Linked DNA regions of Mus musculus: region 1 is linked to region 2. The links are chromatin contacts, called in public HiChIP or PLAC-seq maps. All regions are on one chromosome and are shown on one strand. Each heading gives the region's core, a stretch centred on a gene start, on an enhancer-like site or on the middle of the called end of the contact. The rest is flanking DNA. Distances are from core to core; before and after follow the strand shown.

Region 1 (4,154 bases), core at 566-3,065, 250 kb before region 2:
GAGGCAGGAGGTTTGGTGTGGGGAAGCATCCTCTTGGAGACAGGAGAGAGGAGGAATTTGAATACTTCATATTGAATTAATGAAAAAATTTAGTAGGAAAATTAGAATCTTTTCTTTCATTACAAAGTGTAGGTTTTAGGAAAACAATAGGAAAAAGACGATGCACTTTTAGTATTATATTGTTAGGGTTAGTATTTCACACAAAACAAATAGTAAAAATAAGACTGTAGAGCCAGTTTTCACTCTAACAAATTTAAGAGCAGTATCTTCTAATGATTGACTCTTTCTTACAAGAAAGAGACAAGTCATACCTGACTATCTTTGTGGGACTGGTTCCATGACTCCACATGGATGCCAAAATCTGCCTGAGAATTAGGTTTTTGACATAAAATGATAGAGTATTTTGCCTATTATATATGTGCATCCTCCCGTAGACTTCAAATATCTAGTCTTACAAATAACTGCTAAACCATATTATGGAGTAATTATAACCCTCCTCCAACAAAGAACCTGTACACACTCAGTAGACGTCCATTTTTTTCCAAATATTTCATCTTTGTTTGGCTAAATTCATGGATTCAGACACAGAGCCTGTCACTACATGGTCAGATGTATATAATTACAAAATAATCTTTCTTTGTTGAAATACTATGATGAATAATCACACTTCAATGATTAGTGGCCTCTCTACTGTCCTATGGACCACAATTTCTCCCTACAAGCACATCAAATAGGGTAGAGAACTGAGCCTGAAAGAAACAGACTTGGAAGGTCAATCCACACGAACTGAAACCTGTGAAAGGGCGGGCTAGTGTGCTGCTGTGCAGACAGACTCCAGAAGCAGAGTGCATTTTTCCCTTTACTTTACCTGAGTTTGTGTTCAATTTCTAGCGCTTGAAAATAAAGAGTAGCAGCTAGAAAACTGTTTTTCTACTGATTGAGTTTTTACTTGAGTAATTCATTTATCTAAGCCCTTGACTTAGCTCAACCAAAGTAAAATTCAGGGTTTTAAGTTAGATATTATCATGTTAAGAGCCATTTCCACTTACAATAAAAAGTGAAATCATATCATAGAATATTTATTAAATCACACATCCTAACATCAAAAACTCCATTAGTAAGTGTATTTGTTATCATTGGTAATATGAACTTAAGAGTAGATGGTGAGTTACCTTCCATAATGCAATGAGGCTCACTGCTGCAAATCAGCAGGCTGTCTTATGCTATCTCAGTGCTCACAAGTTCTGCTTCACCAGCTAATTATTGGGCAAAGTGAGGCAACCTGCTATCATCATGACAAAGCATATGCTAACCCCAGGAGCTCAAAGAGTTAACTTTATTTGTATTCCAACAGAAACAGTTGCAGACCTAAGAATTAGGTGTTAGAACATCCAAATATAAGCAGCATGCCAAGGAGTTCCCAATGCAAATGCTCTTCAAAGAGCACAGCAAGTTTCTAGCCATTACTAGAGTCTGGCTGATATTACTAATTTCTTTTCCCTCAGCAGTTAAAATCCAATCAGTTCTGGAACAACATCAAATTAAGAAGGCAAAAATTTCAGCCTGGCAGTGGTGGTACATGCCTTTAATTCTAAAACTTGGGAGGCAGAGACAGGTGGATATCAGAGTTCCTGGCCAGCTAGGTCTACAAATTGAGTTCTAGGACAGCCAGGGCTACACAGAAAAGAAACCACAAAACAATACGGCAGAGACATTTAAAGATTAGACTGAAACTAAAGAAGGACAGGCTGAAAGAACTGAGGGCAGCCTGCCAAGTCTTAAATCCTCACCTGAGTAGGCTGGGCCTCTGCCTTAGCATTTCCTTTTCAGAACTTGCTCTCTGATCTATGTGGTTTCTTTCACTAGCCACAAGTAGTCTTTTGAAGACTACCTCTTCTCTATGGAGCATGTAAGGAACTCTTTCAAATAGCTGTTCCCTGGGCCTCTATCTCACTTTAACAAATGCTATATATACTGTTCTAATTAGTTTAATGAATCTCTGAGATAGCCCAACTTTGAAGGTACCTGAGTTCAGTTGCTGACATAAAGAAGTTGAAATGCCTTTTAAGCATTTTTAATATGTAGAATGCCTTGGACAAAATCTATGAGTCTTCCATCCCAGTAAGATTACTAAATCAAACTGATTTTCCCAAGTGTAATTTATTTACACTACTAATGTATAATCACCTTGAACAAAAACCTCACGCCTAAACAACTTTTAAGGTTAGTACAGTAGCTGAAGAAAACAATTCCAACGGATTTTCCTGCACTAAGCATCTTATTAGAATTCACTATCTGGAACAAAATAAGAAGAAACAAGGCATACAAATATTGAGCTAAACGATCACAGTATTCGTATTCTCTTATTTTATTCTGATTTGCATTCTCTTATTGATAATACATAGTTTTACCTTGAGAAGGTATGTGGGAATGTTGCTGAAATCTACTGGTAACTTCAATAGAAAACGAGCTGAAAATTCACCAGTCTGTAAGGAGAAAAAAGGATTAAAATATACAACAGATTGATAAGTAACAATTATGTCCAAGAAAAAATTCAATATACAGACAACTCCTATTAGGGTTTCCTAACACAAGACAGAAAAATAAGGTTGGAAAGTAGGATAGAATTAAAAAGAATCCTTAAACTATTAAAGGGGCACAGTTTTAATGAAAGAACTCTTCATTTTAATGCATGAAAACATTTTAAAGTAGTATTGGGTTTTTAAAAAAAATGAAAAGAATACATGAATGGATATTATTTCTCAAAAAAAAAAAACTGAAATAGGAAGAGACCACCTTGCCCCTGAGACTTATCTGCTTTCCTAAGCATTCATACCATCGTCCTGACTCTGTAACTTACCACCATGTATGCTGACATCCATTACAGGATGTGTGCAAGTCCATACAAAGACCAAACTTCCTCTAACGTGGAGCAATACATCAATATAAACCCAGGAAAGTTTCTAATCTCTTGAAAGTTCACAAATATTATCAATTAATATTTTCAGTAATTAGAAATTTAAAACACTTAAGCTATAAATAATAACTCCAGTTAATTGCTTTGTGTATGTGTGTATATGTGCATGAGTATGAATGTGTGTTTATGTGTGAGTGTGTGTGTGTGTGTGTGTGAATGTGTATGTATGTTTATGTGTGAGTGTGTGAGTGTGTGTGTGTGTGTGTGTGTGTGTGTGTGTGTGTGAGAGAGAGAGAGAGAGAGAGAGAGAGAGAGAGAGGGTGTTTTACCAGGGAACATACTCAGGGCTTCATGCACTCAAGGTAAGCACTGTTTCTAAGCAAACTATTCAGTGATCTCAGGATTCCAAGGCCTCTATGCAAGCAAAGGCAACAAAGCTATGTGAGACCCGGAGTCTCCCACCCTCTCTCACTGCAAGCATTTAGCGTGGCTTGAAATTTTGACACAGTGAACTCCAATATGACATGTTTGATAAAAAAAATATGCTAAAACTACTTCCAATAATGGTTCTTTCACTAGCCTGCCCACTTGGCCTAGAGACACATACTAGCTAACATATGACTTGTCTCTCATCAGAGGCACTTCTATTTGTAATAGATGGTAAGTACCAAAGAGACCCACAACTGGTCAAGGTACAGAGATTCAAAGATTATAGAACACCCATCCCTAAATCAGACACCTATATTGTAACTTCCCTTCTCCTAGGGTTCATGGATCATTGCAGAAAGGGAGATAGAAAGAGTGTGACAACCTGAGGTTGTATCTTCTGGACACAGCAAAGCAGCTGCACAGAGGAACTCACAGCAGCTGTGACAGCATGCATAAGGCCTGTGCCATCTAAAGCCAGATGAACCCCAGCATAGAGAGAGGGGCTGGGCATGGGTTCCCACATTTAGTCAAGGAACTGTCTACAAGTAACAGCTGCTGGGAGATATACTGGGAAGGAAAGTATAGCTCCCATAAGTCACTGCCTTTCACAGAAGGCCACACGTCCAAGGACACAGGAGTAGCACAGACTGACTTCATTTGTGGGAGGAAAAAACCCACAAAGCTGGGAGGGTAAGGAAGTGGGTGTGAATCTAGGAGGAGTTGGAGGAGAGGTGACAATGGCATATATAATATTTGTGTGTGTGTGTGTGTGTGTGTGTGTGTGTGTGTGTGTGTGTATATTTCTGTA
Region 2 (4,403 bases), core at 9-2,508:
GCCCGCAGCAGCCCAGCTCCAGTTTCTTCCAATACTACCTCCCTAGCGAGTTACTTTTTAGCACCCCCTGTTTAAAACCCTCAGTAGCTCTTCCTTTCTCTTCCATAGAAGTCGACATAATGTACACCTACAATCTCCAACACTGGGAGATGGAGGCAGAAGGAGCCGGAGTTCAAAATCATCCTCAGCTACATAGTGAGTCCGAAGCCAACCTGGGCTACCTGAAACCTTAAAACTCTAAGAAATCCATTTGTCCCTGACTCCCACTCCTATACAGCCATCTTCCTTGTCCTGTCATGTCACAACACTGTCCCCTGTCCCAAGCCCACCACCAACCCAATGCCTTCAGTTCGCCTGGGCAGCCCTGCCCTCTCTACCTTTGTCCGCCAATGCCCTTCATGAACCTCTCTCCTAATTCCTCTCCTCTTGGGGCTTCCATGTCTTTCTTTTGCGATTCGAGCGTGCAACCTTGCCAGGTCATGAATTAAATGCTTGGCTCTGAGTTAATGGTGCTGGTTTGTGAAGGTTCCACTTTAAGTGGAACCTGGTTGGAAAGAGCCAGGTAGCTGGGGTCACGCCTTTGAAGGTTGCCCCTAGTGTGTGGGCCTTTATAGTTTCCTCTGCTTCCTGCCAACCATGAGGAGAGTGGCTGGTTGCATGTTCCCACTGCCAGGATATTCCATCCATGTTTGTAGAGCCAGGCATCCAAGGTTAGACCTCTCTGAAACCACAAGCAAATAATACCCCCCCTTAAGTTGTTTCTGCCAACTATTTGGTCAGAGCAGGTAACTACTGTACCCGAGGAACAGTGTGAGCACCAGCCTGCTAGCCCCAGGGGTGGCCAAGGGATGCAAAACTGGTTGGTAAACTGTAAAGGTTTGGGGAGCCATAATGTCTAGAGGGTCTTGAGAGTCTTGTAAGGATCTTTGTAGGTTGACCTCAAATTCATACCAGAAGCTCAGGAGACCACCGTACGGAAGGACCAGGGAAACGATGCAGTTTGAGCAGGAAAATATGGGGGTGGGGTGGATCATTAATCAAGTAGGCAGAGTCTATTCATTCAGAAAGCCTGAGTCTGCATGTGAAGCCCCGGGGAGGCACGGAGTGACGAGAGTACAAGAGAATTGGGCTTTGGCTCCTTCCTTTCAGCTCAAGGAGGTGAGTCAGCCAGAGGTGCTGGCCCAGATCTCACCCTCCTCTGCTTGAGACTAAACTCAATGGTCCAGAGGATGTACCCAGAGGATGGAGCCCACAGTACAGTGAGTGAGTCACAGGGCTGAGTCACAGCCCACTCAGCCCCTTTCAGGGCTCTGACGAAGGCTCTGCCAGCACAGCGACAGCGGCATTCTAACCACACACACACACACACACACACACACACACACACACACACACTCCTCCTCCTCCTCCTCCCCCCGACTGATGACCTCACAGCGTGCTTCTCGTGACTGCCAGCCTCACAGATTTCTCGGGTTCAGTGAACACTCCTGCATCTACCACATAATGAGCTCCACCTCAACCTTTGTCACTCACCCACTCATCTGTTCCTTCCTTGTGCAGGTACTGCGCTAACATCTCAGCCCTGGCCTCTAAGGAGCTCTCCAGGCAACATTGGAACAATTCCCATCCTGGCTTTAGCATTTCAGAGGTATGGGCAAGGAGCAACAAGGGATCCTTTCACAAGTCAGCCTTCCATCCCATACAACACTCAACACGACATCCAGGCTGAGACATGGACCCTCTAACGTAGGGATGGGTAGAGGACATCTGACCCCATGACTCACAAGCCTGGGCTGTTCTACTTCCCAGAAGGAACACCAAGCCAAAAGGTTTTTATCTACACAGATCCAAATATCCAGTTTTCTTTGAATGCCACATGGGGTTGGTTATATACTGAGATCTGTACCAAACTTTAATTAATTGTCAGGTCCCAAAGAAACCCAGGATGAGGCTCACTCGGTACTCGTGGCTCCTCCCAGCCCTGCTTGCCCCACCCCCTACCCTAACTCTTCAGCACAGAGGCTTCAGTCCCCTCCCCAGCTTCCCATTCCTGCCATGGTAGCCATGTGCTCTCTTGGTCCTCTTGGTCCTTGCTTCTTCTCTTGGTCCCCTTGCCCTCTCTCCTCTTCTCTCTCTTCTTTCCCCATCTTGCTCTCCAGAGCCCCACTCTCTTCTCACAATTCAGCCTGCTGATCAAGCTCTGTCCACTGGTTTCTCTCCCTCGTCTGGACTTCTCCCAGATGCCTCTGGCTGATCCTGCTGTCATAGCTACAATAAAACCCTTCTTCTCAACCATTCGTGGAGCAGGCATGTCCTCATTTGTGTTAATAATAAAAAATAAATTCACAGAGGAGAAAGGGAAATATAGTACTTTGATAATTTTCATCTACTTACAGTCTTAAATATAATTTTGCTGTGGAAATTAACATGCCACAGGAAGATATTGAGCCTAGACTAGTGGACTCAGAAGAAGTTCTAGTCTTACTTGGCCATTTTCAGTGTGACTATTGAGTTGGGACTGTTTTTAAAAGAGGTGTTGTCTCATTGTGCCACCCAGGTCAGTTCCAAAACGTTCTCAGCCTCCTAAGCAGCTGGGTCCTAAGTGTGTTACTGTACTCTGCTTGAATTATGACAAGTGACAGCAGAGGAACCTGACTATTAGAAAATATACACCATCAGAACTCAGATGAGCTTTAGGCAGCTAGGTCTTGTCTAACCACTTAATTTTAGAAGTAGGAACTGGGGGATAAAGAGCTGGTTCTGCAGTTAAAATCACAGGCTGCTCTTCTAGAGGACTGGGGTCAGTTCTGAGCACTCATACAGACAACTCTCAACCTTCTGTAACTACAGACCAAAGGAATCTGATGTCCCCTCTGGCTTCCATAGGCACTGCAGCATGTGGTACACAGACATAATTGGGACAAACACCCATGCATGCAGAATAAAAACAAAGACAGTCATGCTGGGGATGGTTGGTACAGGCTTTAAATCTCAGCCCTTAGGCAGAGGCAGAGAGGCAGAGAGAGAGGCAGAGAGAGAGAGAGGCAGAGAGAGAGGCAGAGAGGCAGAGAGGCAGAGAGGCAGAGAGGCAGAGGCAGAGGCAGAGGCAGAGGCAGAGGCAGAGGCAGAGGCAGAGCCAGGGGGATCTCTGTAAGTTCCCCTGGGCTACACAGCAAGTTCCAGGACAACCAGAGATGCATAGTGAAACCTTGTCTCAAAATAAATAAATAAAATCTCAAAAAAAAAATTAGAAGTAGAAAATCAGATCTGATATGATGGCTTATGGCCGAAGTTCCTGAACTTGGGAAATAGAAACAGAAGGAACACCACAAATTTAAGGCTAGCCAGGTATGCATGATGAGGTCTGTTGTCCCTCTCAGAAAAAAGAAAGTTTAATTATTTGATAATTTCTGTTTATTTTCCGTTCTATTTATTCCAGAAATAAAGCATATTACAGAAGCAATAAAAATGCTATATTAATTTCAGCATACCAGGATAATCACCAATGCCATTCATAATTATATTTTGTAACTTTTTACACAACTATAATCACATAATATAAATAATTTTATGTACCTTCTTCATTTGCTCTTATGTTCTACTTCTATCTTTGTTATTTTTTTAAAAAGATTTTATTTTATGTATAAGGGTTACACTGTAGCTGTTTTCAGACACACCAGAAGAGGGCATCAGATCCCATTACAGATGGTTGTGAGCCACCATGTGGTCGCTGGGAATTGAACTCAAGACCTCTGGAAGGGCAGTCAGTGCTCTTAACCACTGAGCCATCTCTCCAGCCCTGTCTTTGTTATTTTTAATGGCTGTATATTATCCCAGCAAGAAGAGAGTCTTATTTTTTTTCATGGCTTATTTGCCCATTCAAATCATACCCCAGCATTAGATCTTAAGGTGCTACATGTTGCTTTTTCAATTGTTTCGGCCTTTGGGATTCTGTAGCTGATAACATTTTGAAGTCAGCACATATATGTTAGCAAATTTCGTGAAGATGGAATGACTCAGCCTCTTACCTGTACAAGCTATTCTTACTGTATATTTTTCTTTTCATTGCCAGGAAGGCTTAAAGAAAACAGCTTCAATTTCAATGTGTGACCACAATGTTTATGGTTACACCTTCTGACCTATCTGCTCTACTACAGACTCACAGTGATAACCATGAGTATGTCCTGATGTCTGTCAAGACATAACCGGGGACTATGATCGGGAGACTAAGAACCTTAAACAAAACATGTTCAAAGTCCATGGAGAGGATTATGGGAAGGGCTTCCTTTAAGTCATGTTTAGCTATTTATAGTTACCAGGTATTACTGTAGTTAGAAAAATGGCCAGATCTAGTTAATCTGGAGGAAAGAAATTGCAAACAGTAGCACCCCAGTTTCATTTGC

The links. HiChIP or PLAC-seq counts read pairs in DNA pulled down with a chosen protein or histone mark.
Region 1: a BATF HiChIP or PLAC-seq map of CD8 T cells shows a contact between it and region 2, with 7 read pairs. The contact joins two enhancer-like sites. A contact is called at or near these places in 2 of 15 datasets of contacts at CTCF or cohesin (CD8 T cells and the NIH/3T3 cell line) and 3 of 115 datasets of contacts at active chromatin or transcription factors (CD8 T cells, bone marrow-derived macrophages and memory CD8 T cells).

Annotation. Positions count from the first base shown.
Region 1 is chr5:31,829,417-31,833,570 of GRCm38.p6, reverse strand. Babam2 (BRISC and BRCA1 A complex member 2) reads right to left here. Exons shown (of 12, transcript NM_144541.1): 6 at 2,412-2,486. Among named protein-coding and RNA genes, the nearest start is that of Babam2, 130 kb to the right of the region's middle. Within about 2 kb of position 1,815, at least 38 of the 459 cell types and tissues checked have an H3K27ac peak or open chromatin away from gene starts, as enhancers often do. A contact at or near this core is called in CD8 T cells and memory CD8 T cells, where this site is marked.
Region 2 is chr5:31,573,701-31,578,103 of GRCm38.p6, reverse strand. No RefSeq gene overlaps it. Among named protein-coding and RNA genes, the nearest start is that of AI839979, 4.5 kb to the right of the region's middle. Within about 2 kb of position 1,258, at least 79 of the 459 cell types and tissues checked have an H3K27ac peak or open chromatin away from gene starts, as enhancers often do. A contact at or near this core is called in CD8 T cells and memory CD8 T cells, where this site is marked.